2 separate regions of the Mus musculus genome follow, and region 1 is linked to region 2. Evidence: chromatin contacts called from public Hi-C data. All regions are on one chromosome and are shown on one strand. Each heading gives the region's core, a stretch centred on a gene start, on an enhancer-like site or on the middle of the called end of the contact. The rest is flanking DNA. Distances are from core to core; before and after follow the strand shown. Region 1 has its middle 84 kb from the start of Btbd3. Region 2 has its middle 170 kb from the start of Gm14062.

The links. Hi-C and Micro-C count contacts between places; a contact is called where the count stands out from the background.
Region 1: a Hi-C map of pancreatic cancer cells shows a contact between it and region 2. The contact joins two enhancer-like sites.

The regions. Positions count from the first base shown.
Region 1 is chr2:138,190,908-138,197,357 of GRCm38.p6, forward strand. No RefSeq gene overlaps it. Among named protein-coding and RNA genes, the nearest start is that of Btbd3, 84 kb to the right of the region's middle. Within about 2 kb of position 2,859, at least 5 of the 459 cell types and tissues checked have an H3K27ac peak or open chromatin away from gene starts, as enhancers often do. A contact at or near this core is called in pancreatic cancer cells, where this site is marked.
Region 2 is chr2:138,039,406-138,045,800 of GRCm38.p6, forward strand. No RefSeq gene overlaps it. Among named protein-coding and RNA genes, the nearest start is that of Gm14062, 170 kb to the left of the region's middle. Within about 2 kb of position 1,521, at least 52 of the 459 cell types and tissues checked have an H3K27ac peak or open chromatin away from gene starts, as enhancers often do. A contact at or near this core is called in pancreatic cancer cells, where this site is marked.

The DNA.
Region 1 (6,450 bases), core at 1,609-4,108, 150 kb after region 2:
ATTTATAAACACACACACACACACACACACACACACACACACACACACACACACACACATACACACACACACACACACACACACACACACACACACACACACACACACACACACACTCATAGCAACTTTATTCATTATTTGTAAATCTTAGGAGCAAAATGTCTCTCAATGAAGCATGTTACAGTGCACACTTATAACCCCAGCAACTGGAAGGCAAAGGCAGGTTCAGGCAATGCTTGGCTCAACAAATTTTTAAAAAACAGTGTCCCATAGTCAATGTAAAAAGTATCCAAGAAACTACAGTGTTTCTTGTTGCACTACACTTCTCATCAAAACAAGAGAAGTAAACCTCTATTACAAACAACTTGGATGGTTCTCAAGGACATAAAAAGATAAAAACATAAAGCTAGTATGATGTAATCCCATACTATTTGATTTCACTTACGTAACATCCTCAAAGGTCAAACTTTTGGAGGTGGGAGACAGCTCAGAAATTCCAACAAATGGAGGGTTATAAAGTAGAGAGAAGATTGAGTGTGACTATTAGCAGATATCTTTCTGGTGGTGGTCACCAGGAAAATCTTTCTGAGTTATGAAATACCAATATCTATTTCCTGTTTTCAGTATTATGATATAATTGTGTGAAATATAAACACATAACAATTCAGGCTGCTATTTTAATATAATCATGTAGTCTAGACAAAGGCCAAAGTGCGTCCACACTTCATTCTATCTCTGCCACTTCCCACCAATATGTAATTGTTTCAAAATAGAAAGACCTTTAAAAAAGAAGTTACATGCCACCAGCAGTTCACACAGCTAGATTTCCAAGTCTACAATAATTCTTGGGTATTTTTTCTACTCTCAAAACTGATTATAAAGCTTTCAGAAATACTCATAAAAAGTAGTTTGTGGTACTCCAGAAAGATTTCCCATATGAGTAGCAACCAGAGCCAGAAGCAGAAGTTTACTGACTTCTCAGTAAACCCTAACACAACAAAAGTTACTAATATCCTCCCATCCAGCAGTGTAGGTAAGCATTTTGTTGATGTAAACATTTTATTATTTTAGGCTGGTCACTGTTCATTTCAATGTAGCTTGTTCCATGATACCATCTAACTGGATCTTCTTTCTTACTCTAGGCCTGCCACTGGAGACTTAAGGCAAAGACCCTGGTTTGCCAAGCTCCAACACAATAGCCTTTGCCAATACACCAATTAAAGATATATGAAAGATGTTGAATAGAATGGCATATTAGGAAAAGGAATAGATAAAAGATGTGTTGATTTGGATATGCTTGGCCCAGGGAATGTCACTATTAGGAGGTATGACCTTGCTAGAGTAGGTTTGGCCTTGTTGGAGGAAGCATGTCACTGTGGGGTTGAGCTTTGAGACCCTCCTCCTAGCTCCTGGCTAACTTTGGATGAAAATGTAGAACTCTCAGCTCCTCCAGCCTGCCTCAATGCTGCCATGCTTTCTGCCATGATGATAATGGACTGAACATCTGAGCCTGTAAGTCAACCCCAATTAAATCTTTTCTTTTATAAGAGTTGCCCTGGTCATGGTGTCTCTTTACAACAGCGGAAACCCTAACTAAGACAGAGGGGTTTTGTAACCAAGTATCTCTCTTTTGTGTACTGGCATTAGCTTTATATTTAAATAAAAAAGGAGTATGAACCACAGTGTAGTCTGGTTGATAATTGTCTCAGTTTGGTTCTGTAACATGGTTTTATTAAGGTTGCCGTGAATAAAGCTTCACCTTAGATAAACATCCTTTTACAGGGATCTCCGCCCTGCGAAGCTGGCTGTTGCCTGGGATAGGTTCAGTAACCTATTTGCTACAGTAAGGTAAGATGACTGCAGGAGAGATTGATCAAGCCAGGGACAAGATGTATTTAATCCACAACATGATGCTTTCCTTGAAATTCATACCATCAACAAAGACGTAATATTTGTCAAGACTGAGTTGTAAGTGGTCCATTTGTACTCAAAGGTGTTAAAATCCATTTGCCATCTTTAACACATAAAACATAATGCCTTTGTGTTTCCCAGATATGAGGTCAAGGAAGGTGGCAGGGACATCAAACCATTGAGGAAACTAGGGCAGAGCAAGTCTGTAAATTTGGGTTTCTGAAAAAAGTTTCAAGTAAGTGAAATGTTGCTTGTGATACAGCCCTATGTGAAGTACAACTGTTAACAGCTTTTTTTTTTTCAGTTCAGTGATGGGAAATGAACTACCAAAGACACTTATCTAAACAGCTTCCATTTCCAACACACTTGGAAAATGTGTGTGCTCTAGATTCAAGTAAACTTTCCTTTTGAGACATAACTAATGGTTGACAGAAAGTGATGTGTGGATAATCTCTGAAAGAGAAACCAAGGCCAAAGTATGGTTTCTTATCTGACGCAGTGAACAGTGGTTGTATACAATCAGGTGAAGTCTCTTTCTGCTTCTGGACTCTATGTATAACTCACTAAAATGAAACACTCTCAGAGGATCATTATTGTCCTGAAGATTATTGTCAAGCAGCAGAGAAGATCCCTTCCCTTAGAGAAAATATAAATCATAACCGTGAACATTTCCAACACACTAAAGTGTTTTACAAAGAATTATGTATTTCAGAATAGCGTATTACAAATGGATATTGGTGAAACAGAATAGATGGGTGTGAAGACTTACTTTTCCTGCTATATCCTAAAATAAGGCATATGTTTTGAAGCCACTATAACTCTCTTCCCTGCTAGGTCATTTGCTTTATAGAAATAAAGAATAACAGGAAACTGTGTTCAAGGTATGTGCTCACATGGCATTAATGTGTACCAGGGAGATAAGGTACAAGTTAAATTTTAGTCAAGAAATCAAAACATCGTTGATGAGTCACTTCCTCCCAATTCTCAAGCACTCATGCTATAAATAACACATTCATATATAACTCTTGAAAACAAGGATCACAATGTCAGCCGTATAGCATGGCTGTCATTTTCAGATTGCCATACGAGTGTGGTATATAAAATAATCTGATGATTCTTTTTTATTGCCCACACCTCTTTTAAAAGGTTTAACCATAATAACATTTATTCTACTATCCAAAATATTATTTGGGGGCACTGGCCTTTTGAAAAATTGCTGTGCTTAATATGTATTTAATGACTGTTATGTTCTCTGCAGTTGACAAGTCTAGATTCTTGACTTTAGATTTTTTCCTAATCTTCCTTCTTGGTATTTTAAAACAAGATGAATACAAACAAGCAAAGAGGAACACCATAGCCATAGACAAACTAACACTAAGTTTTCCTCGAGACCAGATCAAATAGATGGCCAGGGCTACATTAGAAATGACCTTGCACAGAACAAAGAACAACAGTCTGGTAGAATCTGCTTTTTTCCATTGCTTACCAAGCAGAGGAAATATATTTTCTAAAAAGGAAAAAGAAAGATCGATATTGGCTTTGCTTTTTGTTACTGTACTTTAACTGGAGCAGGATCAAAAATAAGCTGGCCTGGTAGAATTCTTGGTTCCATCCATTCGGATGTATTTACTGTATTGCTGTGAGACATTTTCTGAATTTTAATAAAAAATAATAGTCAATAGGATGGATGTGATTCACAGTTGTGGTTCCAACTGTGAAAGCATAATAGCCCTGATTACTGTTATTACTATTATGGCTATTATATGATTAAACACTGCTTCATAAAAACATCCCTGCATTCTCCAAATTGAATCCATTTTCCTCAGATGGAGTTCCCCTTCCTTTTATGGGGAGAATGCTTTTGGCCAGAGAGACAGAGACAGAGAAAGAGACAGAGAGAGACATAGACATAGACAGAGAGATCATACAACACCCAAGATACTTTCCAAACACATATATAAGTCAGGATAGGAGATAGAAAATTCCTAGTGAATTTCTTTGGTTAAAAAACAAAACAAAACAAAACAAAACTTGTAGATGGTTCAGCTTTGTTTCTATCTAATAACTTCAGGAACATATGTTACTTTGTGCCTGTATTTTCGCACAGTTAAACATATGTATTTCATAGTATACCTCATAACATGTTATCTGTTTAAGTTTTAAAAACATTTCATAAGTATCTGAAGTAACAATAATTAACCTTTTAACTATAAATGAAAGTGAGAGAGGGAGAAATTTATGTGTATGAAATTTTAAGTAGAAATGGGTGTTTTCAGAAGTGGATACTCACAGTCAGCCATTGGATGGATCACAGGGCCCCCAATGGAGGAGCTAGAGAAATTATCCAAGGAGCTGAAGGGATCTGCAATCCTATAGGTATAACAACAATATGAATTAACCAATACCCCCCACCCCCTAGAGCTTGTGTCTCTAGCTGCATATGAATCAGAAGATGGCCTAGTCGACCATCAGTGGAAAGAGAGGTCCATTGGTCGTGCAAACTTTATATGCCTCAGTACAGGGGAACACCAGGGCCAAGAAGTGGGAGTGGGTAGGTAGGGGAGTGGGTGGGGGAGCGTGTGGGGGACTTTTGGGATAGCATTGGAAATGTAAATGAAATAAATACCCAATTAAAAAAAAAGAAATGGGTGTTTTTTAGGAAATGTCATAGGAAAATTTTAGGGCTCAATCTTGAAGCATTGTGATTTTAAGCCATCAGATTATTGTTTATTTTGATTACTTAAGAATATTTCACTTGACTTGTGGGACCACAATATCCACCACCACACTAAAACTTGAGGGTCTAGCAAAGACTTCTGTATTCAAAGGAGGCTGAAGCCCCTCATGCTGCGTGAAAATCTACAGGTCTTCCAGAGAACACTTGTGTGTTGAGGCTTCTTTTTTTACATGTATGAATGCAGATATTGTGTGCACCACATGTGTGTCTGGTGTCTGCTGAGATCAGAATAGACTGTTGGATCCTCTGGTACCCTCAACCAATGAGCCAATTCTCCAGCCCTTGCTGAGACTCCTTGAAGAAGTCATTCAAGCTCTCCTTTTGTCACACCTCACATACTATTGGGCAATTCTATTTAGTGACATGAAAGGGAACTGGAGTCACTAGCTCTGTGACACAAGACAGTTTAAAGTGACTCTTTGATGTTGAAGCCTTAGGTACCGAATCATCATATCTTCCACAGGGCTTTGCAGGCATTCTTTTTTTAATTGTGTGATCAATGAAAGGTCTGTCTTCTGGGGGTTATGTGAGGACAGTGCTCATTATATGAAACTGAGCTCAAATCAGCATTTTATGCCTTAGACTTTTATTATACCACAACAGTGTTCTTAATATTTAAAGGCATTTTATAATGTAAGCTTTTTGAAAAGTAATTTTGGAACTTTTACTAAGATTAACACTCAACCATATGTCAAAGATTCTTTCACATTTTTTCTATAAAATTTGATGTTCTAACTTAAGAAGCGTACTACTTTTCGATGAAAAAAAAATTGAGAAGTATAATATTGACTGCTACTCATTTAATGGCTATAGTTCATTAACTACTTAATAATGCCAATAGCTCTTTGTGCATAAGGACCTCTTTTTAAAGAAAAATCAATTGAGTAGCTTGTACACAATAGTGGTATAATTTAGTATCTATTGATTCATAAAATGAAGATGGCAAGATATTATTTAGTTCATTCAACAAAATAACATGCAGGCAGGATTATTTATTTGTTAAGTGACATGGAGATCCAATACTTGAGAACTCTTACCAACAATGCGTGAAATATAAACCTATAGGAATGAATAAGTCAAATACCTATAACAAATATCTATTTGTCTATCTCTATCTTTAGGTATAGCTATAGGCATTAGGCATACATGGATATGGAGAAAGAAAAAGCATTTTGGAGTCTCTGAAGCCAGATATTTCTTTGATAAAAATGTAATTCAAGCAGAACAGGCAGATCTGTGGGAGCTTCCTCCTTACCGGAAGGAGGCTGCTCAGAAGGCTTGCATGACCTTCAGGAGCATCTGAAGCATTCTACAAAGCTGCTGCTGCTGCTCTGAGGTTTCTTGCAGTAGTAATTAATGTTTGTGTAACAGCTCTGTTTCTCCTTTTCGCATTTCCTTCTTGATTTTCACAGTGATTTTGATTCCTTACAGAAGCTATAGTCTATAAAGTTTTGATGAAAACCTAATTAGTGAATATAAACCCAGTGCTCTGAGAGAAAATATGTGTAGCATTAAGTTCTTAAGGCCAGGCATTATCATCAGCTAATCAAGAAAAACAAAAGGATTGTGTCCTGTGGTTTTTTCATGTTTACCACATATTGTTGATTCACTGACCCAGATATTGTGGCTACAATATTGTAAGTCACACCCTTAAACTTATTGCACACGCATATGTTCTCCAAGAGGTACAGTAGAGTATTCTTGCACTACAAAGCCTTTCAACATCTTCCTGGGAATCCATCTTAAAGAGTGAAATTACAAACAAATACGTGAACAACAGAGCACTCACCAGACCATGGAAA
Region 2 (6,395 bases), core at 271-2,770:
TGGAGATACACTTTGCTGTGGATTGGTGTTGCTTCTTTGATTGGTCTGTAAGCTTAGGGCCTAAACTAGGAGAGACAAGGTGGTTATTGCCCAGGCGCTTGCAGGACTAGAACATGGAGCTTCCCCTGATATATCTATGCTTAGGCAATAGGTCGCTGGCCACTCAGCTCTTATATCTCACGAGGCTAGTCTCATTGCACGAGATAGAGTGAGTGTGCTTCAGCAGCCCGAGAGAGTTGCAAGGCTAAGCACTGCAATGGAAAGGCTCTGCGGCATATATGAGCCTATTCTAGGGAGACATGTCATCTTTCATGAAGGTTCAGTGTCCTAGTTCCCTTCCCCCAGGCAAAACGACACGGGAGCAGGTCAGGGTTGCTCTGGGTAAAAGCCTGTGAGCCTAAGAGCTAATCCTGTACATGGCTCCTTTACCTACACACTGGGGATTTGACCTCTATCTCCACTCTCATTAATATGGGTGGCCTATTTGCTCTTATTAAAAGAAAAAGGGGGAGATGTTGGGAGCCGCCCCCACATTCGCCGTTACAAGATGGCGCTGACATCCTGTGTTCTAAGTGGTAAACAAATAATCTGCGCATGTGCCAAGGGTATCTTATGACTACTTGTGCTCTGCCTTCCCCGTGACGTCAACTCGGCCGATGGGCTGCAGCCAATCAAGGAGTGACACGTCCGAGGCGAAGGAGAATGCTCCTTAAGAGGGACGGGGTTTTCGTTTTCTCTCTCTCTTGCTTTTTCGCTCTCTTGCTTTTCCCTCTCTCTTGCTTCTTGCTCTCTTTTCCTGAAGATGTAAGAATAAAGCTTTGCCGCAGAAGATTCTGGTCTGTGGTGTTCTTCCTGGCCGGTCGTGAGAACGCGTCGAATAACATTCTTCCCCTCCCTAGACTAATTCCCACAATCCTCTGCAGATCTCTCCAGGGAACTCTTCTGTAACAAATCACTTGCCAGGAATGTTTGGCTCCGACTCTACTTTGGGAAGAGCAGGACCTCAGATGTATCTGGAGACTCCCAATTCCAGCTGTGTGAATCCTCATAACTATTCTGCTTGGGAATTTGCTTGGCCATCGCAGAAACATCTAGGAGCACAAATCACTTTTGTTCCCACACAGCCAGCTCCTGATCAAGCGAGGCCCAGGATGCTTCAGCAGCCTGTCCCCCACCCCCTGTCCCGTCAGAGAAGTGAATCAACATGTTTCTGAATGCTTGCCATGTTACGTCCCTAATTCCAGCTTTATGCTCTCACTCATCATTTTAAGTATGTGTTACTAGATCTGTTTCATAGTCAAGGAAGCTGAAGTTCAGAGAGGTTATAAAAACTGAACAAATTCCCACACACCGAGACACAACTTAGGCCTTTAACTTTCAACTTCCAGTCGGGTGAATTGCGTACATACTTTACGGCAGCTGGCCTTGCTGGTGCCACCTGAAAGTAAATAGTGCTCACCAGAGGCCACGTCACCATTACATCCAGAAAAAGACAGAGCCCAGGCCACTTCTGCACCAAGACAGTGACTAAGTGCTACAGTACTGCCTAAGCACAATGACAATGACTAAGCCACCCCCTCTCACATCTGTGAGTCACTGTTCTTTTCCAACTATGGCCTAGTTCAGGTTAATCTTTCTAACTCCTAGATAAATGTATCCCAATATCCTGACAAAATCCGATCTAAAATCAGGCCCCTGCTTTCCTGTTTCCCCCTTGGAGTTATTTAAAGTCCGGTCTACTCTCAAGCCTCTCCCAGGATTCTACTGAGCTCTCAGTAGCATAAAATATGACGTGTTCCTGGTGGATTTATCATCTACGTTTCTTGATTTGTCAGGTGGTTTTCAATATAATTTCTCCTTAAAACAAATATGTTATTGTCTGGTACCATATTTCCTGAAACGTTAAGGCTATATATACTGTAAAATGTACATCTATAAGTTTTTAAAAAATACGTGCTTTTCTTTCAAAATATTGCTTTAAACCATGACACCATCCTTTTATGTTAGCCTTGAACTTTGAATCAGTGATATCAGATTCTTGTGGCTTTAGTTTTTCACATACTCCAAGAATGTGATCAGTTGCACTAGTTGTCTGGAGACACAATGTTTTTGCTTATACCTCTGTGATAAAGTTTAACTACTGTACTTGGGTACATCTTCCTTTCTTAGAAAGCCTGGTGTTGCACTATGCAAAAACAGTTTCTTTATTCCTCCAACATCAAATATTTGCTTCACGAATAACAACTTTAAACTACATTGCAGCCTGTGCTGGAGGACTTCTTTCTTCTAAGTTGTCAAACATTGGTACGTATAGTAAACATTGGCATATATAGTAAACATTGGTATATATAGTAAACACTGGTACATATAGTAGAAGTTCTTGGTGCCCTTCACTTGGGTGCTTTACCCATCCTCCAACTGCTGTGATTTCTGATGGCTCAGAATAGACCTCTTCGCTGTTCTTGTCCTCTGAGGTCACTTTACTAGAGGCAACTAGTTGACAAAGGACATGCCCCCAATATGACCTTGAGAGCTTATTGGAGTAAAAATCTCCATGGATGAAGAGAATCTGAAGAAGGAACAAAATAATCCAACAAGCAGAGCCTGAAAGCAAATATCAGACCTGGCAGAGTTAAATCAGAAACAGAGAATGGGATCAAAAGCTTCAGAAGGGACCAGAATGACTGAGAATGGAAATTTACCAATTAACACCAACTCTATGGATGGAAAATCCCCAATTCAAACCAACATTATGAAGTTCTCCTTCCTGCAAGATAGGAAAACATCTTTTCATTTGCTTCTAGTTCATCCATGAGACAGATTTGAGTTTGCTCTTGTTTCCCAATGGACCAACCTGCAATAAAGCACTTTCATTTTTCAAAACTCTTGGCTTCTGTGCATGTAAGCAGTGAGACTTGCTGTGTATCCCAGTATTGGCAGATTTCTGTACACACTTTCTCACATCATCAACTAGACATTAGTAACTTTTTGTCTGGGGATTTCTTCTAAAAACAAGGTCTCAAAGAATTTTAATCAAAATACTCTGGGTTGGGAAAAAATAAATAAAAGAATAATTTTTGGGGTCAAAGACCTAGAAATTTTTGTAGATAAAATTTATTATAGTTTATGCATATTTAAATGAAAAATCTTTGAATATTTTTTACTTTTTAAATTCCATTCACCTTTCCAGCTTTATTTGTATTCTTCTTTTACTTTTATATTTACCCTTTATTTAGGATTTTCAAACTGTATTTTTTTTTTAAATAAAGGTTTAGAAAAATAAGTTCTCTGGAGCGTCTTATGAGTTCTCCTTTGATTCAAATAGTGTTTATTCTTGATTTTATAAAAGGTAAAGATACTGGTATATTCAAAAAATGTTAATCTCCCGGTTGGTCATGATGAAAATGCACAGTTTTTACCAACTCAGATTGACAACTCCATCCACTCTTCCTACCAGGACTCAAGACTGAAAGTCTCAAGAAGGGAGGGTTTAAACTGTAAGTCATTTATCTTCTGGGAAAGACCTTATAGATGTACAGTTACTTTGCTGGGACCAGTCACCTGCACAATGGTGCAGAATAACTCCATGTAGTATATAAACAAATGAGGTCTCTCTTCCCATAAATCTTCATTAATAAAAGCAAGCTATAGGCTAGATTTGACACATGGGCTATGATTTGCCGAACCCTGAGCTTAACCAAGAGGGGAATCTGACATAAACTTTTACAAAGATCTCTGAGTTGCAATTGTTATAGGTAGAAAATTTAAAGATATAGGCAGAGATAGAAGTAGACATGAGAGGGTCAGTGTTTATCTACCCATTTAATTGCATTGTTAAAGAGAATTCTCCAATAGAAGGGAAACGCATGCACCACCTCATGTGCTCTCAACTTCATCCTCTTGTAACTTCTGGAAGAATCACCTTTTATTTATTTAAAAAATACCTATTGTATTTATATACATGTGTGCGTGCCTGAGTGTTTGTGTGCATACAGTGTGAACACAGGAGCCTGGCAGGAGGGTGTTAGAAGGGGAATCAAATCTCCTGAAACTGTAGTTCAAGATGCGTGTGAGCCACTCTATGAGTTATGGGAACAGAATTTGGGGTCTCTGAAATAGCCAGTGTTCTTAACCACTGAGCCTTCTCTACAGTCCCAGAGGTTGTATTTAATTTATTTATCTTATTTTATTAGATATTTTCTTTATTTACATTTCTAATGCTATCCCGAAAGTTACCTGTACCCTCCCCCCGCCCTGCTCCCCTACCCCCCACTCCCACTTCTTGGCCCTGGCGTTCCCCTGTACTGGGGCATATGAAGTTTGCAAGACCAAGGGGCCTCTCTTCCCAGTGATGGCTGACTAAACCATCTTCTGCTACATATGCAGCTAGAGACACGAGCTCTGGGGGTACTGGTTAGTTCATATTGTTGTTCCACTGTTAGGGTTGCAGACCCCTTCAGGCCCTTGCGTACTTTCTCTAGCTTCACTTTTGGGGGGCCCTGTGTTCCATCCTATAGATGACTGTGAGCATCCACTTCTGTATTTGCCAGGCACTGGCATAGCCTTATACGAGACAGCTATATCAGGGTCCTTTCAGCAAAATCTCGCTGGCATATGCAATAGTGTCTGGGTTTGGTGACTGATTATGGGATGGATCCCCATGTGGGGTAGTCTCTGGATAGTCCCTCCTTTCGTCTTAGCTCCAAACTTTGTCTCTGTAACTCCTTTCATGGGTATTTTTTCCCTATTCTAAGGAGGAATGAAGTGTCCACACGTTGGTCTTCCTTTTTCTTGATTTTCTTGTGTTTTGCAAATTGTATCTTGGGTATTCTAAGTTTCTGGGCTAATATCCACTTATCAGTGAGTGCATATTTAGTGACTTCTTTTGTGATTGGGTTACCTCACTAAGGATGATATCCTCCAGATACATCCATGTGCCCAAGAATTTCATAAAGTCATTGTTTTTAAGAGCTGAGTAGTACTCCATTGTGTAAATGTGAGGTTGATTTTAAAGAAGCAATATAATTCATCAACTCTCTGGGAGAAGTCTCAGGAAAGAAAGTTAGTTAGTAAGAGAAAGAAGGAAGGAAGAGAGGGAGGGAAGGAGGGAGGGAGGGAGGGAGGGAGGGAGGGAGGGAGGGAGGGAGGGAGGGAGGGAGAGAAAGGATGTATTTCCTCTCTTAAAACCATTTGCACTGGTCAGTAGTGGCTCATGCCTTTAATCCCAGCACTTGGGAGACAGAGGCAGGCAGATTTTTGAGTTTGAGGCCAGTCTAGTCTACAAAGTGAGTTCCAGGACAGCCAGGGCTATATAGAGAAACCATGTCTCCAACAAATAAAAATAAACAAATAAATAAACAAACAAAACAAAAAAAACATTTGCTGTTTATCAGAGACTCAGCCTGCTTTACCCCGAACAGAACATGCAAGCAGCAAAGTCAGACCTCTATAATGAGAAAATGTGTAACTGAAGTAGAAGAAAATGCCTTCATTTGGCACTGACTGTCCATTACTTACTAGGTGACAGTCACACAACATATTCCTTTCTTCTAATAGTCCTATGAAGCTCATGATATCCTTTATGCCCATTTTAAGTTCATCATAACAGAGGCATTAAACATTCAAGTTACACACAGTTCATTCATTAGAAGTGGGACTGAAACTCTATCTCAACTTTCTATCTCCCTGTATATTCTCCACAGCGTGCAAAAGTGCCACCTTCTTTTATAATGATCTCCCAAATGTCTGGAAAAGTAGAAAGCTTGGGGAACCTGCCATAAACTACAGACCCCAGGAAAAGATCCTCAGGCATTCTGTACACTATATCAAGAGATTCGCACAGTTTTGAGTGAAATGTCAAAAGCTTTGTAGTCTCTCCAGGTCCCACACTCCAAAGATACATTTTTTCCTACGAGTTTCTTTGAAAGAAAGAGCCCCCAAATGCCTCAGAGAATCCTCTAGCACACCCTTGTGGGTGCCCTTAAGCCAACAGACAACCTTTGCTGTTACGTTGGATAGAGAAAGAAAGGCAAAAGATGCTAAATCTTCTCAGAAAAAAAAATCTACTCTTTTGAATATTTTGAATTTATTACACACTTCCCAAGAGCCCGAGACTGAGCTTTGTGTTTTAGTTGAGTGCCCAGGAGGTAGCTTTTTATTGTTCCAGTGTATCAAACGGGATATTATGCTTTATTATGAGGCAAAATAATCCGCTTTACATCATGCCCCTACAATAGAAAAACCCACACCAGAGAAGCCCAGAAAGCCTTCTACAAAGGGGTTCAGGGAGGCAGAGTTCTGTGTCCTACATAGAAACAACCAGCAACCTCTGTGATGAATATTTATACTTTAAAGCTCCTGGTATTTGTGCTGTATACATTGTCATCGTTAAAAAT